Linked DNA regions of Pan troglodytes: region 1 is linked to region 2. A link is a contact called in public HiChIP or PLAC-seq data. All regions are on one chromosome and are shown on one strand. Each heading gives the region's core, a stretch centred on a gene start, on an enhancer-like site or on the middle of the called end of the contact. The rest is flanking DNA. Distances are from core to core; before and after follow the strand shown.

Evidence for each region. HiChIP or PLAC-seq counts read pairs in DNA pulled down with a chosen protein or histone mark.
Region 1: a contact with region 2 is called in an H3K4me3 HiChIP or PLAC-seq map of stem cell-derived excitatory neurons, with 9 times the contacts expected there. The contact joins the promoter of HS3ST3A1 here to the promoter of COX10 in region 2. A contact is called at or near these places in 1 of 7 Hi-C or Micro-C datasets (stem cell-derived neural progenitor cells) and 1 of 1 datasets of contacts at active chromatin or transcription factors (stem cell-derived excitatory neurons).

What each region holds. Positions count from the first base shown.
Region 1 is chr19:57,095,602-57,102,074 of NHGRI_mPanTro3-v2.0_pri, reverse strand. HS3ST3A1 (heparan sulfate-glucosamine 3-sulfotransferase 3A1) reads right to left here and starts at 5,104. Exons shown (of 2, transcript XM_511827.8): 1 at 4,506-5,104. The coding sequence starts at 5,104.
Region 2 is chr19:56,626,984-56,633,674 of NHGRI_mPanTro3-v2.0_pri, reverse strand. COX10 (cytochrome c oxidase assembly factor heme A:farnesyltransferase COX10) reads left to right here and starts at 2,085. Exons shown (of 7, transcript XM_024350477.3): 1 at 2,085-2,226. The coding sequence starts at 2,184. LOC107969247 (a long non-coding RNA gene) reads right to left here and starts at 2,070. Exons shown (of 7, transcript XR_010153264.1): 1 at 1,850-2,070.

The DNA.
Region 1 (6,473 bases), core at 3,855-6,354, 470 kb before region 2:
TGGCCAATCAACAGACTTATTTAAAGGAGACAAATATTTTGGCCAGGGTATTTTCTTTTTAAAGAGCAGGCAGGAGATTATAACGTAGTGGTGGATTTTCATGGAAGTCTGTGAATTTCACATAAAGTATAAGAGCGTATTATAAATCTCATCCCTGTAAAGGAATATCCATTCACACAAGGCATTCCAGTCCAAGCTCTACCAAGTGTTTTTGGTGTTGTTTAATGCCCGGACTATGATCTCAATAGTGTCCCCAAACTGTTCCCTACTCAGGATGTCCAATATTGCTCAGAAATTCCCCAACTACTTAGTAACTTTCCTCTCATAAATTCCATCATTGTCCCTGCCTTCTCGGTGTCTGCTCCTGCATGTGTGAGGGTGTGCGCGCGCACGCGCGCACACACACACACACATACACACACAGAGGAACTAGGCTGATCAACTTGCACTTCTGGTTGTCTATTGGGGATGAGCCCAGAGTTCAGACATTTAGCAAACTAGATGACAGTATTTTGGGTCCCCAACCTGTGACCAGGTGGGGAATGTCTAGGTACTGAGAACTTCTATAGACAAGTACGCTAGACTCAGAGTCCGAAGTAACATCTCACTCTCTTCCTAGCCCTCATCTATTCCCAATGTTCTTTCCTCTGCCCTAAGGACAGAGCGCCCTTGGCCATCAGTCCACATGACCTTGCATGGGCGGCCAGACTGCAGCTTCGTGGCTCGGATTTCATTTCAAACTCTTCACACAGAAGGGGCTTGCACAGTACAGGAGGGTGGGAAACTGCACATGGAGGGACTTTGCAGCTGCTCCCAGCTGCTACGAAATGCCAATTTCTCCTCCTAGGACTCGAAAGGGCCTCTGCTCAGTATGCCTCTCTAATGGACTTGAAAAACGGGGCCATGATCATTCGAGGCCAGAAAATTTCAAATTTTGATGAAGTCAGGGGAGCACTAGTTCCTAAACTGTGAGCTGGACAATCTTTGATCTTCCTGTATGCTCTAGAATAAAATGATTCTAGTGATATCCTTCTCTGCTGAAATTGTCCAGACTTGCTAAAGAAAAGAAACTGAAATATAAGAAATAGACATGCTAGTGTAAGAGACTGGATAATAAATATTTCCTATCTTGTACCAAAATAATAGACTGAAATATTATTGAATCTAAACATTTATATACATACATATGTATGTGTATGTGTACACACATATTTAACTACTTTATTAATAAGTATCTTTTAGCTTACAAGAAAAAGGAGACATACCTTTTAGTTGGTACAGACAGAAACAAGCAGAAGAGAGCCTCCTTATTAAATTCTAAGCTCGCCTGCTCTTGAACTACAGTAGAGGTATTCGGTCCTGACTTCCAGCAAAGATCTCAATGTTTTGAAGCTAAGGAAACTTTTTCCTTTCCTTTATGAAGCCACCATACATACAAGAGAAATGGACACTATTCATTGCAAGGGACTGCTTTACCGTGACATGCGAGCCACAGACATTTGTTTTAGTGATATCATGTCTGCTAAATTAAGTAATGAGGAGTGTTTTTTTTTTAAACTCCACCAGGGTCGAGTTTCTCAGCATATAAAAATTTGCCTTTGTTTTATTTATTTTAGAGAAAGTCTATTAGGACATTTAAATTAGTGAGAATAATTTTCTTTCTAGAGACTTTGAATAATAAATATTTTCTTTATCTTTACTACAAATGTGTTCAAATGAAGGAAGTGTTTATTACTTCACTCTTGGAAAAAACTTCATAAAGTATTTTATTTTCTTCCCAGTGAGAGTAATTGACTGAAAAAGTTCAGCAACAGGCATTTCTAACTCACAAACTCATTCTCCAAGACACTTTCTTCAAACTTGCTAATTGCAGCAGATTTGTCCCTTTGTGAGGACAGTAGGTGGCACTGCCACCACAAACTATCATGGCTAACTGAGTGATTTCACTGGGCAAAAAAAGGCTAGACCTTTTAGGATTCTCCCGTGTCAATGTACACCTAAAAATAATTATATGGGTTTTTCTCTTCCATAATTCACTGCTGGGTGCAAAATCTGGAATTTATTTCTGTTTGTGTGTGTGTCTGTGATAGTGTGGTCATAAGTGTGTGGTACAACTCCTGTATTGCAAAGTTTGGGCTGACTCATGCAGGTCTAACTGAATCCCCTGTTCTAAACTATTAGCTAAATATAAGTAGCTAAAATGCACTTAATATTTAAGTGGCATTCTGGGTGGGAGATTTTTTTTTCATAGACGAGCCTTCAGTCTTGCTCACAAACATCAAACTCCAAGTTCAGAGCCAAGATGAAAGAGAACTGTGGGGAAATTTCATTAAATAATCACATAATCCAGGCTCCACAGGTTGGATTTTTTTTAAATAAGTTTCCTATGTAATTGAGTTAAACGTAAATTTATGCATCCAATAAAAAACCACTGCAAATGGAAAAACAAAGACATTGCTCCAACACTTAGAAAATTAAATTCACCAAACCGTGAAGTCTACTGTGCAGTTATTTTTGTAACCACCATAAATTGCTTTACAAAACTCTTCTGCTGCAGTAAACAATCCAAGAAGAGATTTACTTTATAGCATGCATTCAGTTTCCAAAGGAAAGAGTGGCCTACAAGTTTATGACTCTTTTTTTTCTTTCTTTCTTTCTTTTTAAAAAAAATACTTGTGTTTCTAGTTACCTTGAAACCTTCCTCCCCTTACAGGAGCTCAGAAAGGTCCACGGAAAATAAGATCCAGGTCTGCAGATACACTGTGCCCTCAAATACTCATTTCTGGAATAAGAAGAAACAATCCTACTTTGTGGAAATAAAGTTTATATGGCAAAAGGAAAATAAAGGGTTTTAGTACTAAATATTTCACCATATTTAATAGCACCTCAGAGCCCAACGTAGTGTTAGATGTTTCAGACAGTCAGCTTGAAATGTGTTCGCTTACAGCACGGTACGAGGCTGAATTCAATGCAAACTGCTATAGATAAGAGTTTTAGGGGTCTTTAATCACTTCTTTCTCGTGTCCTTGATGGAAAAAACAGAGCTGCCTTTGTGCTAAAAAGAAGGACCTGTTGTTTCCAGATTGGACAGGTCATTTTTATAAGAACTTCCCAGAGGATACAACATAAATGACAGAAACACAAGGGGATATTTTAAGTGGCTGATGATTTTAAATGATATATCATCTATATTAAGGGAAGGTTGTTTGTTTTTTCTTTCCAACAAATGGAAAGTTACTGTTTTAAAAGTGTTTAATGTTCAAATTCTATTTTTAGGGCCAAATCTTTTCTCTCTGAGTGGATTTACTGTAAATTCGGCTCCTGAAATCAATCTGAGACTGCAATTAGCCCCTCAAGTAAATAAACTTGTCAAATCATATCCATTTCTGTGTTGGGGATGAATGATTAATTTAATGGGCTTTTTGAAAATACCTAAATTGTGTTGTAATTTTTGTAACATTGTTTCAGTTAAAATAACAAAGAGAATGCATCTTTTATGAACAAGATAAACTTTATAAAATGGAAAATTCTAGCAACATAATTTTTACTGGTACTTTGAAGAAAGAAAAAAAAAAGCCAATATATTATGGCAAACAAAATCCAGGCAACACTAGCTTTATTAGAATCTGGCTGATTTTATTATTAAAGGTGGTCTGAATTTGAAGAGACTGGCAAATTTAAGATTAAGATCTAAGCCAGACTTATTTCCTAAACTGTATTGGCAAAGTTGTGCCAATGTATTTTTCTCTCTTTTGTCTTCTTCTTTTAATTGGCTACCTTATTTGTAAAGAGGATTGAAGATCTTTAGAAAAGTTTCTGTCAGTCAAAAGACAAAAGTTACTTTTCCCTGCAAATATCAAAAGCACTTTACAAAACTCATTCCTTGCCCTCAAACAAAAGTTATTGCCAAGCGTCCTTTAAAATACAGAGCCTGGTTGCTTTCCCTTGCTCAGACAGACATATATTTTCCAAACTACCCAGATTCTCTGGTTCTTGACACTTTTACTAAGTCTCTATATTACTTCCCACCTAGGACAACTATCTGGCAAAAGGTCAAGGTAAATAAACACCTGATGGTAAAGACTGTGTTAACCACAAAGAACTTTCCAAAAGATAAAGAATGAAAACGGGCTTCCTTGGGAAGGAGAAGGCAATCTATTAATTGTTGAACAGGTTTCTAATTTAGAAGAGACTTTTTTTTTCCTTTAGTTAAATACATGAATACTTTCGCAGAGCAGGAGAAAGAGACCATACTGGCTATTTACTGGCAAGGGATTCCCAAGGATGAAAATTATGAAGGCCAGAATTTCCCTCCCACTCTCTCCTTCAACATCCACTTCCCAGGAAGGAGAAGGCGGAGAGGGAAGAAAGACCCTTGACGACCCTTCGCCTTCTGCATGAAGTGGGGAGGAGGGCGAACTGGGGGTCACCGAGGGCTCCTCCACGTCTTTCCCAGCCCAGGACCCCCGGATCCTTCAGCCCCAGCCCTGGCCCGCCCCGCTCACCGGTACCAGGCGAGGCCCTTGTCGTAGCTGCGGTCGAAGAAGTGGGGCTCGGCGCCCACGGCGCGCACGTCGGGGTGCACGCGCAGGAACTCCAGCAGCGCCCGCGTGCCGCCCTTCTTCACTCCGATGATGATGGCCTGCGGCAGCTGCTTGCTGCCTTCGTCCAGGAGCAGCGCCAGGGTCCCCGGCGGGGCCTCGGCCACGGTGCTTCCGGCCCCGGAGCCGCCCGGACCCCCTGACAGGCCAGGGGACTCTTCTTCCCAGGCCGCCTCCTCGCCGTCGTCGCGGGGCGCGGGCGGCCGGCGCCTCCGCCACTGCGGCAGTTGCAGGAGGCGCTTTCTCTGTGCCGCCGCCGGCCACACCGCCAGCTCCCTCGGGCCTCCGGCCAGGACGCCGCCACCAGGGGCCCCCGCCTCCTCGCCGCCGCCGGACAGCCCCACGACGGGGCCGGACAGGGTCTGGCAGCGCTCGGCCAGGCAGTAGAAGACGTAAAGGGACGTGAGCAGGGAGCAGAGCATCAGCAAGAACTTCCGGAAGATGCTGCGGGACAGCGGCTCGGACGAGGTGGAGAGGGCACTGGCCGGGCCCGGAGGGGCCATCCTAGCCGGAGGCGACGTCGGGCAACGCGCCGGCCATGCTAGGCCTGGACCCCGACTGGTGCCAGAGCATCCCCCCGGCGGGCCAGCGCGCTGGACGGAGGCCACATCGCCGTGCGCCCCTGTGGCCGTGCGAACTGTCCCGGGAGGCAGCGGCCGGGGCTCCGCGGGGAAACGGAATCCCGGGGGCCCCGCGCAGGATCCCTGCCTCCAGTCGAGGGGGCGGGAAGGGGAACGCGGGTCCGTGCTTAAGAAACCATCGTCTTAGACTCGCCCAAGTCCTGAGCTTGGGGCAGCCTTGGCCCCTCGGTTCCCCGCAAGAGTAGCCGGAATCGGGGTCTTGGCAGCGGTGTCGAAGGCGTGCGTCTCAGCCCCGGCCCCGAGAGACTTCTCGGCGCGGATCTCCGCTCAGCGATCCTGCATCACTGGCTCGGTCCCCGTGAGGGCACGCGCGGCTGCCGGGCCTCTGCGCTCCGTGCGCTCCAGACAGTGGCGAGCGACAGTGACTTCCAGCCCCGGCTTTCTCTGGTCCCCTTGCCCGCCTGGGCGCGTTCTCTCCGCCCGAGTTCAGGTTCTCTCGGCCAAGGAGCGAGGTCCCCCCGAGTCCCTCTGCCCGAGCGGGAGACAGGAGGCCCGTGCAGAGCCGTCCACCCCTCTCCGTAGCGCCGGGTTGCTCCAAATTGCTCTTGGACCCCACCTGTGAGCCGCGTGGCTGGGCTGGGCTGGGCTGCGCGGGACCTGTCAGCGGCCCCCGCCACTCTGCTCGCAGGCGCTCACCGGCTGCCTCCTGGGCCGCCGCTGCCGCCGCCACACGTGGGACGCCGAGGGCAGCAAACTTGCTGGTGACGTCAACGGCCCAGGCCGGACCAGCCCCCGGACGAGCGCAGCGGGGCGCGGACCAGCGGCCAGGCGGGGCCAGACGGACGGGGTGGGATGGAGAAAAGGTGGCGCGGGCTCCGCAGCAGCCGCCCAATGGCACTGGAGAGGGCGGGGGCGGCAGGGGCGACGCCCCTTCCCCAGTGTCCCCCATTCCTCCCCGCGGCTTCGCCCCCTTCCAGTGGATCCGGTGTCTGCGGCGGCTCCGGGGTTGCCTGAGTGACAGCTAAGGCCGGCCGGATCTCTGGGGGCCTGACTTCCACCCAAGACGCCACTAGCTTGGTGAGGGGCTCCAGAGCTCTCCACCGCAGCTCAGCCCTCCGCAGCCCTGACCCTCTCCAGGTTCCCCGCGCTCTGCTCCCCTCTTGGCACTGTTGCCCTATCCTTCCCCATCCCACTGCTTTCCATCGCCTGGAACCTACTCCTCGTCCCCTTGGAAGTTTTGTTTGCAGCAGTTCCCAGTACTGCGCTGCGCGCCACGCCCCCGTTTGTCTGG
Region 2 (6,691 bases), core at 836-3,335:
TTAGACATCTATAATTTTTTAAAGTCCTACATTTGATTCTGATAGGCTGCCAAGGTGAAAAACACTAAGTTTTATAAATCACAGAAGTTATGACTCTTCAAGATGCTTAGGTGAGTAACGCCTTATGGCATGGTGAAAATAACACTCTCACAGGTTTCAGGGACTCAGGTCTTGGTTCCGGCACTCAACAGCTAGGTAACTTTGAGCAGATTACTTAAAACTCTTTGGGCCTTAATGTGCCAGACTTAGAGAGGCTAACTTTTGCTCTAGGTTTAAACAACAAGTGTTTATAAAAGCACACGGAAAATTATAAAGAGTTCAAAAACTTTTAACGTAGTACTTAATGCTATTTTCCTCTTTATGGAGTGTCCTTTCCCTTTCTTTTATGCTGTAAAAATCTTTTTTTTTTTTTTTACTTTAAGATCTAGGGTACATGGGCACAACGTGCAGGTTTGTTACATATGTATACATGTGCCATGTTGGTGTGCTGTACCCATTAACTCGTCATTTACATTAGGTATATCTCCTAATGCTATCCCTCCCCCTCCCCCCACCCCACAACAGGCCCCAGTGTGTGTGATGTTCCCCTTCCTGTGTCCAAGTGTTCTCATTGTGTATGCTGTAAAAATCTTACTGTTCCTTCCAGAGCACCAAGTTTAGATCTCTGAAGCTTTCCTTAAACCAACTGCACAGAAATGTTACCTCATCAGGGTTTCTGCAGCACTTTGTATACTACTCCTATCACACTGATAGTGACAATCGACAGCCTCTTGTCCCCTCATTGGTCTAGTGTTAAGCTCCTACAGAATCGGGCGGGGGGTGTCTTAATCTCTTCAGCGTCCCCTGTGCCTAGCAATGTTAGTTGAGGTGAACCAAAACGGCTATCCTCTCATCATTGAAAACACAGGAAAAAATGGCCTTTTTAGAACCCAATTACCTATTTTTTCTCTTCTTTTTCAAAAGCGGAATCTTTTCTTCAATCTACTTTTTACTAGTGGAACCCCAATCTGAAAAGAAGATCGAGGGGTTGGGGGATGCTGAGATCTACCCCGGTAATCACAACACTTATGATAACACAGGTAATAATCTATTAGTGCCTGTACCTAGTAGGTGTCTGGCTACCCATGAAACACATTTATCTAATTCTCTCAACCTCTTATAAAAGATGTACCATTATTACTCCATTGTATTGCTAGATAACTGAGGTTCAGAGGACTTAGGTAATTTGCTCCAACAAGGTCACAAGGCCAGAACTAGAATACGGATTTCACTCCAGACCACCAAATCTGAACCTCTACATGCAATCTGGAGATATCTGGATGATTCAGTTCCTTTAGTGTGGCTCAGAAACAAGTAACCCGGAGTTCCTCTGGGCTCCCATTTGATAGAGACTATGGTAAAGTGTAATTGATTAGACGTGGAGGTGGAAGCATCCCCACGAGAACCATTTCCTCATGATGCTCCTGTCACCGGGAAGTGTTCTAATTTTAACTTTATTTTTATTTTAAAATTTATTTTTAGAGACAGGATCTCACTGTGTCGTCCAGACTGCAGTGCAGTGGCGCAATCACTGCAACCTCGACCTCCCAGGCTCAAGCGATCCTCCCGCCTCAGCCTCCTGAGTAGCTGAGACCACAGGCACGCGCCACCACACCTGGCTAATTTTACATTTTTTGTAGAGGCGGGGTCTCGCTTTGTTGCCCAGGCTGGTCTCGAGTTCCCAGGATCAAGCGATCCTCCTGCCTCGGTCTCCCTAAGCACTGGGATTGCAGGCGTGAGCCACAGCGCCTGGCCGCTGTAACTTTAAATTGGCCGGGAGGACTCTGCGGCCCAACCCTGCCCACCTCACCCGGTCACCGGAGGATGCCTGTCAACTTCTGGGAGCTGCAAGCGTGGGCCGGCCAGTCGTCCGCGCGCGGCTTTTTCATCAGGACAACGGAGGCACACCGTGCTTTGCGGTTCCCGGAAGTCCTTCAGGCCTCAGACCTGTCAGCCCGCCACACTCCAGCCAGTCCCTTCCGATCACCTCCAGACACCACGCTCTCCTTTCCGAGCCCGCCCGCCGGAAGTGACGGCCCGGAACTACTCCCACAGGGGGGCGGGGAAGGAAGATGGCGGCGCCCAGCGTCCCGTGAGGAGAGAGGACACAGGGATCCCGGGGAGCGGCCCCAGACTCGTAAATTATGGCCGCATCTCCGCACACTCTCTCCTCACGCCTCCTGACAGGTACTGTACCCGCCTTGGGCACGACCTTGGGGGAAATTCTTCTCTTATTACCACGTGCGAGGCCGTGGTTCCGGCTGGCTGCAACCTTGGGGAGCCCTTGGCGAGGTTGGCCGGCCACCGGTGTGGTGGGGGAAATGACCTCTGGAGTAGCTTGGAGTGAAGAGGCCACGGAGCTAGGGTCCAGTCTTGCACTGTGGCTTTAGTGGTCCACACAGCCTCCTCCATCCGGCTTCTGCGGAAGAGCGGTGTCTTCCTGCTTCTTTAGGTTTTCAGATAGCGGAAGCTGGAGGAGAGGGCAGAGCAGAACCTTGGGGTTCCACAGTCCTCCTTATCAGAGCCTCAGCTTCTAGCCACTGGCTTGCAATGACAAGGAAGGTGCTTTGCTTCCACTCAGAAGCCTTGTTCCAATATAAAGGGTCATGATGACAACGGTGATGATAATGACAGTTGCAGACAGCGGAGTGTAGTCTCCATCAGACTTTTGTCTCTGTACCGCCAGAATGGTCTTTAATATCCTTTCACTCGAAGAAACTAATGACAAATGTATATTGGAGCTGGAATGTTCTTCCTTGACTCTTGGTAATGGCTCATCTCAAATGTCACCTTTTCAGAGAGGCCTTTATAGAGACCACCCTATATAAACTAGGGCCCCCTACTTCTTTCTTTTCACATCATTCCATTTATTTCTTTCATTATGGTTAGCACAGTCTATACTTGTTTATTTATATACTCGTTTATTATTTGTTTTTCCCAACTAGAATATAAACCTTGTGATGGCAGGGACAGTGTCCATCTGTGTTTCCAGTGCCCAGAACAGTACTTAGTGTACATTGTTTGCTCCCAATAGTTATTTGTGGATGGATGCAATTTGTCCCCATGGAGATCTTAAAGAGGACGTTAGATGATTAACTAATGGGTGTGTGAGGAATGTGATGCCGGTGGTGCATATTAGAGGCCAGATAAGAGAAGCCAGGGACTGCCTTTTGATCACATCCCAGAAACATTTTTCAGTTGTCACCTACCACACACAAGCTCTCTGCACCATCTGGTGATGTTGACACTGTGACTCCATGAAATTGCGTTCTTCGTTCTTTTTCGTAAAGTTATTTTATGGCTGTCTTCTGGTCTGTGTGATTCCAGGGCAATTCATTTGACTTTTCTGGAATTGAGTTTACTCATCTATAAAATGACGTAATTGAAGTAGGTGATCTCAAAGGTCCTGTTTGGTTTGTAAAGTGGAGAGGTAGAATAGATGAAACAGGATTGGCTAGGGTCTGGTAATTGTTGAAGCTTGGGGATAAGTAATGGCGGCTCATGGTACTCTTCTGCTTTTACACATGGCTGTGATTTTCCATAATGAAAAGTTGTTGTTTGTTGTTTTTTAAAGTCCTGTGATTCTTTTTTGAATCACTTCTTTGTTACATTCTACCATCCCTGACTGTGAATGTTCTTTGATCCTGATCCTGGGCACTCATTCTCAGAGAACTCATCCTTTTCTGTTGCTTCAAATATCTTCTCTGTATGGAGGTTTTTCCAGCATGCATCCTTCAGATTAGCTGTTTTTCTGCCTTTCCATTCTATATTGTCAGCTATAGGACAATTCTGCTTGACTACTGTGAATTGCCCAGTTCCAGTAGGTGGGCTGCATGTGGCCCATATGGTTTGTTGCTGCATCAGTCTTTGCAGTGGTGGTATGGAAGGAATTAATAGACAGCTTACTCCCTGAAGCTGTGAACATGATTGCCAAAAACTCTGCTAGTAAGTGGTCTGTATAACTTCCTGTGATCCATTTGGAAGATCTACTAAGAGAGCTTGATGGGGAAGCAGCATGGTGGGACAAGGTGGCAGAGAAGGTAAACTGGGACAGTGTTAGTGATCGAGTAGTATCATGCCTGATTTTGCTTCTAAAAGTTCTAAGTATTTTACAGCCATTTAAAAACTGTCATCACTGGCTGGGCGCAGTGGCTTACACCTGTAATCCCAGAACTTTGGGAGGCCAAGGCAGGTGGACCACTTGAGGTCAGGAGTTCAACACCAGCCTGGTCAACATGGTAAAATGCCTTCTCTACTAAAAATACCAAAAGAAAAAAAAAAAAATTAGCCAAGTGCAATGGTGTGCACCTGAAATCCCAGTTACTTGGGAGGCTGAGGCAGGGGAATCGCTTGAACCCAGGTGGCAGAGGTTGTAGTGAGCCAAGATCGTGCCACTGCACTCCAGCCTGGGTGACAGAGTGAGACTCCATCTCAAAAAATAAAAAATAAAATAAAAAATGTCAGCATTTTTTAGCTATTTGTCTCCTTACCTAATTTTAAACGTCCTAAAATCAGGAGCCAGTGTTGATGGTGAATAATAGATATGGTCTTATGCTTCCAGAATTTTAATGTATCTATTATAATCTTTGTGTATCTCCAAACTTACATTTGTTTACACAAGGCTGAAATGTCTTTCAGTTTCTAGGCACTGGTTCATAAAAATGTGACATGTTTCAACGAAATGAAATGTCAGTTTCATAGCTGTTTTTTCTTCTTACTACCATTCTGTAAAATCTCAGTTTGACCCACGTAATCTTTTTTTTGTTGTTGTTGAGATGGAGTTTTACTCTTGTTGTCCAGGCTGGAGTGCAATGGCACAATCTTGGCTCACTGCAACCTCCACCTCCCAGGTTCAAGCAATTCTCCTGCCTCAGCCTCCTGAGTAGCTGGGATTACAGACGCCCACCACCACAGCCGGCTAAGTTTTGTATTTTTAGTAGAGACGGGGTTTCACTGTGTTGGCCAGGATGGTCTCGAACTCCTGACCTCAGGTGATCCCCCAACCTTGGCCTCCCAAGTAGCTGGAATTACAGGCATGCACCACCATGCCTGGCTAGTTTTTTGTATTTAGTAGAGATGGGGTTTCACCATGTTGGTCAGGCTGGTCTCGAACTCCTAACCTCAGGTAATCCACCCACTTAGTCATGAGAGTTATTTTCCAAGGTGGTTCCAAGACAAACACATTCTCATGTTTATGGAAAACAAGCATGTCATAATTAACTCAGGTTTGAGACTATAATTTCAATGAAGAAGTGATTTATCTCCAGTCTAAGAAAATTGTGATGTATTTCTTGGGGTTGTGATAGTTCTCCTTCCCATAGTCCAGGTGTGCTGTGTGGGCTATCTAGTCATCAAACATCATTTCCTTATTATATAAAAGTGCTCTGCTAGCTGTTTTACAAAGGTGGTGAGTAAAGGAGAATTCTTGCCATCAAGGAACTAAAAAATTAGATGATGGGAACAATTTGCATGAAGAAGTGTCATGCAACATGGCATAAAGTGACAGAGTAGTTGACAAAGACAGAAAATTTGACAGAGTGGTGTGCAAATAAGGAAACGATAGAAACAGATGAACAAATGGTGAAATGTGTGGTGTTTTCAGTGGAGGGTCATGGGCGATGTTGCTTTGGTGGGTTGTGTGAGTAATATGTATTTAGTAATATGTAACAGGAAGAAAACTGTTGCCTCTGGGAACGTGGATTGGAGAGGAAAGGAAGTATTGAAGGCAGGAGGACTGGCTTGAATGCTGCTATCGTTACCATAGTCCAAATGTAAGATGATGAATGTAAGATGATCAGTAAAAATGGGAAGAAGTGGACAGATCTGACCTATATTTCAGAGTAGATTGGACTTGATGATTGTTAATTGATAACAGGAGAGTTCAAGATGTTCCTGAAGTCTTCAGATGTTCCTGAAGTCTTAAGTAACGGTTTTATGTACAATAGGGAACAGAGTAGAGATTGGTTGAGAATAAAACGCTCTTAAAGACATTTTGCAATCCATCCATATAGAGATACCAAGAGAGGAGATGGAAATAGACCTGATGACTCTAGAAGTGGTTTGAAGATCAGAAATTATCCTATAATTACATTTGCTCAGGGACAATATTTAATGTTCAGAAAGAGGGAACATGAGTACCTTAAGGTGGCATACATAGCAAGAATAGACACCATCTGCAACTGAGAAATAGAATGCAGAGAACCAGGAACACTTAGTGTCATGGAAGCCTTCGGGAGAATCTGTAGTGTTCTATGGCTTGTCAGAGGCTTGAATAGGAGGAGGACCAAGGCAGAGAAGCATTGGATTTGTTGATACTTGAGAGAAGTTTCAGTAGAATGACTAAAAGCCAAATTTAAATACAATAAAAATAGTTTATTCCTAACTAGATTGATAGAGTCATACTCTATTGAGAACTGTTTCTTCTTCCCTTTTGTTGTCTTACCCTACATAGTTAAAATATTAACCTGAAATCTATATATTTCAATTTATTGTCATTTATTAAGAAAAATTGTGCTTTTTATTTTCTACTTTTGAAAAATTGAACGGGTTGTTTTATATTTTCTTAAAAAGATATGTAGCGTGGTCATTTCAGCATTAAATGTAATAAAGCGTAGTGATCCTGAAATGAAAATTTTCCCTTGCCCTTCTGAAG